2 separate regions of the Triticum aestivum genome follow, and region 1 is linked to region 2. Evidence: chromatin contacts called from public Hi-C data. All regions are on one chromosome and are shown on one strand. Each heading gives the region's core, a stretch centred on a gene start, on an enhancer-like site or on the middle of the called end of the contact. The rest is flanking DNA. Distances are from core to core; before and after follow the strand shown. Region 1 holds the start of LOC123141482 (protein STICHEL-like 4). Region 2 holds the start of LOC123141471 (ubiquitin domain-containing protein 1).

Region 1 (4,609 bases), core at 2,011-4,510, 200 kb after region 2:
GATTTTTATATATTCCTATCAAAATTCTATCCTACGAACTAAAGAAGGTCATTTTTATAAGTCGAAGTAGTATTTCTTACAGTTGTGATAGGAGTACTGTATAACTTTTTGAATCAAACTGTACTAGTATTCCGTGCACAGATTCCCGGCTACGTGCTGGTGTTGATAGCTGTAGCCTGTGTCAGCGCGAGATTAGGCCGCAGGAGACTCGTACTGGTACTACTACTTGTAGCCAGGCAGCTCTGCTCGGGCTTAGGACGTAACCTGTCATTTTGCCTGTAGATGGAATCTAGCAAGTCGCTGCTCCTGATCGCTGCCAGCTGATTAGCGTAAGGAATTACTCCTACTTGCAGCAGAGTGCATAGCCGGTAACTATTGCTTCACACGTACGTACTGTACTACGTTAGGCTAGGTTACTACGGACTGCTTGAAGTTGAGTGGTGCTCACTCCTTCGGCCTTGGCTGTCTGTATTTGAGTCATGCGCACGCTTCGAAAGACTTGACTTCCGGATAGCTGACGATACGTACTGCTGTTCTCTGACTCTGCACTTTGCACAGTACTGTACGTACTCTGTAGTGCTCCCACTGGATCTCCTCTCCTCTCCTCGGCTTTCCGTTTCGAACCGCGATGGAGGGAGGGAGAACGCACTGTGGCTTCACAGGCGCGCAGACCCTTCATGCTTCTTCGTGCCAGTGACTTCAAATTGCAGCGCTGGTACGGGCACCCAGAACGCTGTACCCACGAAGAATGCTTTATGTCAGCTCGATGACAGGTGAGATTTATTTTTACGTGTTAGTCAAAGCCAGCTTACATACAGGCATAAACGTCGTGATTTTGCTTATTTTGCAGGTTTTCACTCGGGCCGTGCCTAACCTGCTCATCACATGCACCTAGTATGCATTAGTGCATTACAGCTTACGCAAACCTCGTACCTTGGTGCTGTGAGCAACGTAGCGTCTACGTACGTACGCCGTGGTTCCATGAGAGCTTCTCGGTCGACGAGACACAATCACGTAACACTACTGTCACCCTACCTAGCGAAGCAAAGACCCTACGATTATCGGTCCAATCAGGGCCACATCGCGTGTGTCGGTCTAGCGATGTTCGGCGCTAACTTAGCCGTTCGGGCGCGTGTCGCCCCCCGACACGTTGGCTTTGTTCTCCGGTCCGGTCGCGATCCACGAGCTCCTCTCCGGTGCGGCGCGCCAACCCAAATCATTTCTTTTGCGAAGATAAAACGCGGGGGCCCTGCTCGGCCTAGGCCGTGCCGCTCGGGTCCAACATGTGGGCGGGATACGACGAATGGATGTGGCACTTCGTGTCGCCCGCACGCACAGTACGCACAGTACGTCGTGCACTGTACGCGACCTGATGGTGGTAGGGGTAGGCCTAGCGGCAGTATCTTTTCGAGATTGCCGGGGGCCACGGCCATGGGCAACTAGCTAATCAAACATCAACCATTAGTTAGTTAGTTAAGTCGTGGAGTGTAGTGATCACAAGAGAGCGAGCGCAGCAAACCTGTCACCAAAAAGTGTCTCTCGTTCTTTCTTCCCATTTAAATTTAAAAAAAGAAGAAGTGCGTTCCTTTTCTCTGAATGAAACATCATTATCTCTCTCCCGTGCTCATCTTTCCGCGCTAGGAAAACTTCCTCTTGCAGGACTTCCAGTAAACTAGCATCAATATCGGCTGAAAATCACATCACGGCTTCAGACTTCCAGTAAACCACAATTTCGACCATCCCTGGCTACCACGCGAAGGAGCGACAAATAAAGGGCTAAAGGCGGCACGGCGCATGAGACAAAGTAAAAATTGAAGTAGGCAGGACAAACAAAGGTGTAGGCCGGGTTCGTAGGCTTTGAGTGAGGGTTAGCAAACAAGCGCGCGCCACTCCTTTTCAAGGCTTTGAGCAGCACTACAATCCGTTACATGCTTTTTGCTTCCGTTTTCACTGACCAAAAAGACAAAATTCACGGATAGAAACAGGTTTCGCAAGGTCCATGGCGCCATAAATGGAAAGGCATGGCATGCCACCTGAAAAGCGAGAGAGGAAAGCACCATCGACTTACCTAGGTAGTAGATCTTTTTCACACACACACAAAAAAAAACTTGTATGACAGATCATGCTCCTTGTTAGGTCAACCGATGTGAAGGAACTTTGTAGAGCAGATCATTTTGAGATTGACGAAGTCAACAAAGATGTCTCGTAGTTGATGGAAACGTCCCCTTTCACTAACGCGCATCGTCAGATATTTTTCTGAAATAAATCAAGAAATAAATGCAAGCAACATGACTTGAATTCTGATGGGCTGGGGCTACCATTGTCCACCTAACCATCCAACCACGGGTTAGTTCACGGATTGTACCTTGGTTGATGAGTAATACAAATTCTTTTACACACACACACAAAATGATGTTGAATTTCTAAATATTTACACTTAAATATAAGATATTTTGGACACTATAAAAGCAACTAAACATGAGAAAGGAGCCATTTATTGTGTCGGGAGGTTGGGCACCCATCAATAGGTGGCGACAACGACCTAGATACATTGTTTGTGGATACAAACCCCTCCCCCCTCCCCCCCGGTTGAAAACCCTGGGTCTGGTTTGCCAGACTCAAGTCTGTTTGTGGTGCTTTGGCGTCATTTTCTTCTTCGAAGTGCTGTCTGTTGGTCAAGGGTGTGCGCTGGTGGGGTGGACGACAATGGTGTTCCTCAAGGTTTGGTTTGGGGTCCAGATTCAGTTCTCATGCTTGATGTCTCTTTCCATGTTGGGTGTGCTGCGAGCTTCCTATCCGAGCTCTCGTGTTAGCTTCTCCATCGGTCGATGGTACGACACCTGTCGACCTAGAGCGAGAAGACGAGGGGGGTCATTGATGGATGGGACAACATCGTTATCAACCTTACTGAAGTAGAGAAGAGCTTGATCTTTCAACATCCATCCATCTGTTGACATTAAAATTTTGCATTTTCATTTTCTTTCCTCGAAGATCATAATGAGTATGGTGGGCCATGGATTCCAACCTGTGCCCTTAGCTTTATGTAATATATCTTCCAGACATCTAGAGATTTAGGCCTAGTTTGTGAGGACCATAGTAATTTGAAGCTTCAGCATACGATGCATAGGCAATGAATACTCCAATTTCCAAATAGAGTATAACAATTTCCAAATACGTGGAAGGTTAGTAGAAAGAAGTGTCACCGTGCAGCCTGCGCCGATGGCATCACAGTCACAGCCAGTTCCCGCACGCGGCCCGGTGGACGCCGCCTCACACTAGGCCACACCACCCTCCCCCTCGGAACGGAACCGCTCCCAGTCTCCCATGACTCCAGTCAACAGCCGCGAGGCACGAGCCAGCACCCCGAATCTCCCGGGCGGCCGGCCCCGATGATTTAGCCGGAGAGCTCGTCGCGGCCGGATCAGCGCAGCCAGCGCAATGCCGGCCCCGCCGGAAAGCGCGGCGGGCGGCAGCAGCGGGGAGCACCTCCGCGCCCACGCGCACCTCACCAACTGCATCCACCTGCGCCACCACCACGCGCACAGCCACGGCAGCGCGTCCGGCCGGCGGCGCAGCCCCCCCGAGTCCTCCGCGTCGCTCATGCGGGACCTCCTCGCGATGCAGCGCTCCCGCTCGCTCCGGGACCCCTCCACCCGCCGCTCCGTCGACTCCTCCTCCCGCGTCGCCGCCGAGCCCCCCGAGCCGGAGGACCCCCCCGCCCCCGGCCGCGGCGCGCTCAAGACCCTCCTCGACCAGCTCGCGGAGGACCCGCGCCCCAGCAGGCCCACCGCCCGCCGCCCGCGCCGCCGGTTCAGGCGCGGGGCCGGCCGCCGCGCCGCGCCCGCTGCGGGCGCGGACGCCGGCGGTCTGGATCGCGCCGGCGCCTTCTCCGCCAACTCCAGCTCCCAGGAGGCCGTCTGCGGCAACAGGTACTTCTTCGGCGCCGGCGCGGGCGGCGACGACAGCGACGGCAGCGAGGCGCTGCAGCAGCGCCCGCGGCCCCAGGCGTCGCAGCACTCGCGCAACGTCTGCGGCATCCCGTGGAACTGGTCGCGCCTCCACCACCGCAGCAAGTCCATCCTCGACATGGCCGGCCGGAGCCTCTCCTGCGGCCTGTCTGACCCCAAGTCGGCCGCCGCGGCGCGGAGGTCCTTGGCCGCCACCTCCGCGGCCTCCTGCGGTGTCTACGCGGACGGGTCGCGTTCGCACCCGCACTTCCCGGTGACGGCGAGGCTGACCTCCTCCACCAGCTCCGACTCCGACTCACTGCCGCTGCTCGCCGAGGGGACGCGGAATGGCATCCGTGCCATTTCCAGGAGCTTCTCTGGGGAGCTCGGGATTTTCTCCAACCAGAGCAGCGAGCTGGATTCCGACCTCATGTCCGAGGCGCGCTCGGGGCAGAAGTCGCGGGGCTCGCAGCGTGGCCGGCACCGGAGCCTCACTCAGAAGTATGCACCCAGGACTTTCAAGGACGTTGTTGGGCAGAGCTTGGTTGTGCAGGCGCTGTCCAATGCCATTCTCAAGAGGAAGATTGGGTCCGTTTATGTCTTCTATGGGCCGCACGGTACAGGTAAAACATCGTGTGCTTGGGTGTTCGCCAAGGCGCTGA
Region 2 (5,124 bases), core at 647-3,146:
AATATTCAAAGAACAATTTAACACTTGATTGCACATAATCTGACTAACCATTCAAACAGCTAAATAAAAGCTACAGTACTAATTTTGCCTTGTGAAGTGTCAACAATATAACACTAGATGGTTTTAGACCTTGTATAGAGAATATCTTTACAAACATATACTCCCTCCGTTTTTAAATATAAGTCCTTTAGAGATTTCATTTCAATACGGACTACATACATATGTATATAGACATATTTTAGAGTGCAGATTCACTGATTTTGCTCCATATGTAGTCTATATTGGAATCTCTAAAATGTCTTATATTTAGGAACGGATGGAGTAGGATACAGCAAATGTTATATGAATCATGAAATGAAAACTGGTTTCATTAGTACAAGATAAGCCCATTTGGTGTAAAATCATACCCGAGAAAGAGAACATATTGTCCAGTCAAGTTATCGACATTTCTGCTTCTCTGGAGTAGGACTAACTGAGGTAGAATCGCCACTGCCTCCAGGTAAATCGAAAATGCCCAGCATATCTGTATTATGATAGTATTATTATGATAAATTCAGGCACCACAATAATGAATTACTAAAACAGTTTGGTCACATTTCACTACTGTACTACTAATTACTCACAAGAAGAAAGGTGACATGTTTCTCAGAAAAGGTGGTCACATACAAATAAGATAAGCTGTAGCACATAAGCAAACACACAAACGAATGGGCTAAACATAATTTTGCCAAAACAATAACCACTGCCAAGTAATGCATATATTTTCCTAGTGCAACAGAACACTCTGTTAAGTATATTTAAACGCAAATTGACATGATTATTCTAGAATTTGGCAGATCAAACTGCAAAATGGGTTTAGCGATGCGGCCGCACTGGTCACACTCGGCTGGATCTGTTAAACGGCAGTGTCACGCATGACTAGCAGCCAGTTTCTCACAGACGAAGCGTGAGCCTGGAGAACCTAGTAGCTACCGCAGCAAAACACAAATTTCTTATAGCTTGCAGATTTAGCAGATCTCGCAACGTCATCAATTCGGAAAGGCAAGGAAGAGAACGCAAGGCAGGGGTCAATGAGGCGACATGACCTCGCGGAGGGTGAAGCGCTCGTTGAAGATGAGGGCGAGCGCGAAGGCGGCGGCGACGAGGAAGAGGTGGCGGAAGGTGTCCTGGTCCCGGTCGTAGGTGCGGCGCACCTGCGGGTGGCGGCGCATGTACCAGACGATGGCGGCGGAGGTGGTGATGAAGACGATCTTCATGACGGAGTTGTAGAGCGAGATGTAGTCGGTGAAGAGGTCGAGGTAGCGCGCCACGAACACCGCCAGGTACAGCTCCTGCGTCTTCCTCGACACCCCTGCGGCGCGGCGCAGATCCGTGAGCGACGGGCAAGGCGAGGCGAGGCGCCGGCCGAAACCCTAGCGACGCGCGGCTTACCTGAGCATGACTTGTTGGCGTAGATCTTGAGGAGGAGGACGATGACCGAGAAGAGGTGGGTCATGTCCCCCAGGAACCGGAAGGCGTTCATGGCTGCGGCGGCGCCGACGGCGGCGGCGGCCGGGGGCGACGGCGGCTAGGTTTTGGGGGTTTATTCGGTGGGAGGTCGCTCCAGATGCGGCGGGGGAATGGCGGAGGGGACACGAGGCGTGGCGATGGATGGAAGGGACGGGAAGGGGGGAGGTGCGGCGTGCTCTGTGCCCGGGAGGTGGGCCCGGGTGGCAGCGGCCGTGGGCGCGGGTGGGTCTGGCTCGAGGGGGTGTCGGGCGCTGGCGCTGCCCACCTGGCGGCGGGCGAGTGGACGCGGGCCAAACGGCCACGTGGGCTGTTGGGGGAGGCCACGTGGCGGGACACCTCTCTCTCTCTGCTCGGCTCTCCTCTTTTTTTCTTTGTTTTTCTCCCTGACTTGTCGCCTGGAGTCTCGTCGCTCTGCCGCTGATCCTCGGCGTCTCGCTTCCGCTGCAATCCACCGTGCTCTCCTTTCCCAGTCCCAGGGGAGGAGCCTCCGCTTGCTCCCGCGGCGAGATCCGGCTCCGCCTCGAGGATTCGCTCGCTCGTCCGATCGCCTGATCATCGGCGGCCGCCATGGGCTGCGCTGGATCCACGCCCAAAGTTGACGGTAAAATCTTCTCTTGCTTGCTTCCTCTTCACCAGTGCTTCTCTTCTTGTTGGCTTGTTGCCTGGTTAGTTAAAAAAAAATGTCCCATTGTATCATGGGAGTATGGGACTGCATCCGGAGGAGTAAGGTTAACTCATTCCGTTGATATGTTTCCTCGGCTTTTACTTAGTTGCATAATAATGATGGCTTCAATTGTTGTACTGCTACCCGTTTAAATTTGTTGCTCTAGTTGATATTTGACCGAAAATGGACACCTGAAGCTATCGATTCAGAGCGCCGACCAAGAAGCCAAAGAATTCGTTGCCGGAATTTTGTCAGCACTTACTCTTGCACAAGAGTGGCAGGATTGCTCCTGGGGACGAGGTTTACTCAGTGTTACGTGACGATTACTACGAATCGTTTTGTCATTAGATTTGCCAGTGTGTGCTGAGTAATTTTTGGTCCATGGTATATTTTCTTCCCCTTTGCGATCAGGCTTACAGTCAAGTCAGTAGTGCAAAATAAAATTATCATTAGTCTGCAGTGTAAATCAGATGAATTTTTTCATCTAGGACCACAGAAAAATGGTACTAATTTCAACATAACTTGCAAGCAAATGTGACGGTTCATTCTCTGATATAGTAGAGTTTGTTCGGATTAAGCGCACATTTTTTATATCAGTTGCTAACACCGTATCTAGTTCGTGGTACTTTATATCTAGTTCGTGGTACTTTATATCTAGTTCCTGCTACTTTACGAGGTGGAGCATTTCAGAAAGACGCACTTATTTGCACCAATGCTTGGTCTACATACTATTTTAAGTGAACATCTTTTCCCCTTTAAATATTTGTCTGTTCAGTGATCACTGATATAGTGCGCTGGTAGTTCTGCTCAAATTACTGGCCAAGTAACTTAGGCCAACTCCACCGCACGACCCATCCGTGACCCATCCGGTCCGCTTTTGTCCGTTTGAGGTAAAATACGACCTAGCGGTAAAGCCAACTCCACCGCACGACCCATCCATGACCCATCCGGTCCGCTTTTTGTCCGTTTGAGGTAAATACGACCCAGCGGTAATACCCAAACGGACAAAGCTGTCCGCTGGTGTCCGTTTCAGTCCACCCCAACCCCAAATCCAGACCAAAGTTGGGTCACAAATGGGTCTGAACGGACACAGACGGACGCGCTCCTCGGCCTCTCTCGTCCGCTCGTGTCCGCCACTGGCCCACAGGTCAGCGACCCACACCGAGCCACTCCCGCCCGCCCGCCGCGTCCGTCGTCGCACGCCCCGCGGCCGCCGTCGCCCTGCGCCCCGCGCCCGCCATCGCTAGACGCGCTCCTCAGGCCGAAGCCCGCGGGCGCCCTGCGCCCCGCGCCCGCCGTCGCTGGACGCACTCCTCAGGCCGAAGCCCGCGGGCGCCCTGCGCCCCGCGCCCGCCGTCGCTGGACGCGCTCCTCCGGCCGAAGCCCGCGGGCGCCCTGCGCCCCGCGCCCGCCGTCGCTGGACGCGCTCCTCCGGCCGAAGCCCGCGGGCGCCCTGCGCCCCGCGCCCGCCGTCGCTGGACGCGCTCCTCAGGCCGAAGCCCGCGGGCGCCGCGGCCGCCCCCGGCGGCGTCAGGAGGAGCGCGAGGGGCTCGGGTCCGAGAGCACGGTGCCGCAGCGAGGGCGAGGCTGTGGCGGCGAGGGCGAGGCTGGGCGAGCTCGTGGCGAGGCTGGGCGGAGGCGGACAGTTTGGGGTTTCTCGCGCGTTGGGTGCAAATACCCCATACGTCCGTCCGTCCCCCCCCCCCCGGACGTCCGCCAAATCACACCCCAAACGGACAAAAGCGGACGTCCGGATGGGTCACGGATGGGTCACGCGGTGGAGTTGGCCTAATACCCAAACGGACAAAGCTGTCCGCTGGTGTCCGTTTCAGTCCGGCCCAACCCCAAATCCAGACCAAAGTTGGGTCACAAATGGGTCTGAACGGACACAGACGAACGCACTCCTCGGCCTCTCTCGTCCGCTCATGTCCGCCACTGGCCCACAGGTCAGCGACCCACACCGAGCCACTCCCGCCTGCCCGCCGCGTCCGCCGTCGCACGCCCCGCGGCCGTCGTCGCCCCGCGCCCGCCGTCGCCTGCGCCCCGCGCCCGCCGTCGCTGGACGCGCTCCTCAGGCCGAAGCCCGTGGGCGCCCTGCGCCCCGCGCCCGCCGTCGCTGGACGTGCTCCTTAGGCCGAAGCCCGCGGACGCCCTGCGCCCCGCGCCCGCCGTCGCCCTGCGCCCCGCGCCCGCCGTCGCCCTGCGCCCCGCGCCCGCCGTCGCCCTGCGCCCCGCGCTTGCCGTCGCTGGACGCGCTCCTCAGGCCAAAGCCCGCGGGCGCCCTGCGCCCCGCGCCCGCCACCGCGGCCGCTGTCGCCCCGCGCCTGCCGTCGCTGGACGCGCTCCTCAGGCCGAAGCCTGCGGGCGCCGCGGCCGCCCCCGGCGACGTCAGGAGGAGCGCGAGGGGTTTGGGTCCGAGAGCACGGTGCCGCGGCGAGGGCGAGGCTGTGGCGGCAAGGGCGAGGCTGGGCGAGCTCGCGGCGAGGCTGGGCGGAGGCGGACAGTTTGGGGTTTCTCGCGCGTTGGGTGCAGATGCCCCATACGTCCGTCCGCCCCCCGGACGTCCGCCAAATCACACCCCAAACGGACAAAAGCGGACGTCCGGATGGGTCACGCGTTGGAGTTGGCCTTAGGATGTACTTTCGCTTGTGCCGTCCAGAAAATTACAAGATATTGTTTGACTCAAAAAAAATTGTAGGATATTGTTAATAAAATTGTTTGTTGATTTATGGGTACGGTTGAGCTAGGTATTATTGCGGCGAGTTGATAAAACATGGGTGTATGGCTCTTTGTCAGCAATTACTGGACTAGAGTCGTGCTTCTGTGTTGGAAAAATTATATCATCGCCTCTTAACTAATGATATCCTTTGTGTGATTTACTTTTTTTATTTTGAAATGGACTTTGCGGGATATTTTCAAATTCCCTTAACGTGATCATTATTTCTTGATGC

The links. Hi-C and Micro-C count contacts between places; a contact is called where the count stands out from the background.
Region 1: a Hi-C map of leaf shows a contact between it and region 2, with 5 times the contacts expected there. The contact joins the promoter of LOC123141482 here to the promoter of LOC123141471 in region 2. A contact is called at or near these places in 1 of 5 Hi-C or Micro-C datasets (leaf) and 1 of 1 datasets of contacts at active chromatin or transcription factors (leaf).

What each region holds. Positions count from the first base shown.
Region 1 is chr1B:599,936,370-599,940,978 of IWGSC CS RefSeq v2.1, forward strand. LOC123141482 (protein STICHEL-like 4) reads left to right here and starts at 3,261. Exons shown (of 6, transcript XM_044560611.1): 1 at 3,261-4,609. The coding sequence starts at 3,439.
Region 2 is chr1B:599,741,075-599,746,198 of IWGSC CS RefSeq v2.1, forward strand. LOC123141471 (ubiquitin domain-containing protein 1) reads left to right here and starts at 1,897. Exons shown (of 4, transcript XM_044560601.1): 1 at 1,897-2,110. The coding sequence starts at 2,077. It also overlaps the pseudogene LOC123141462.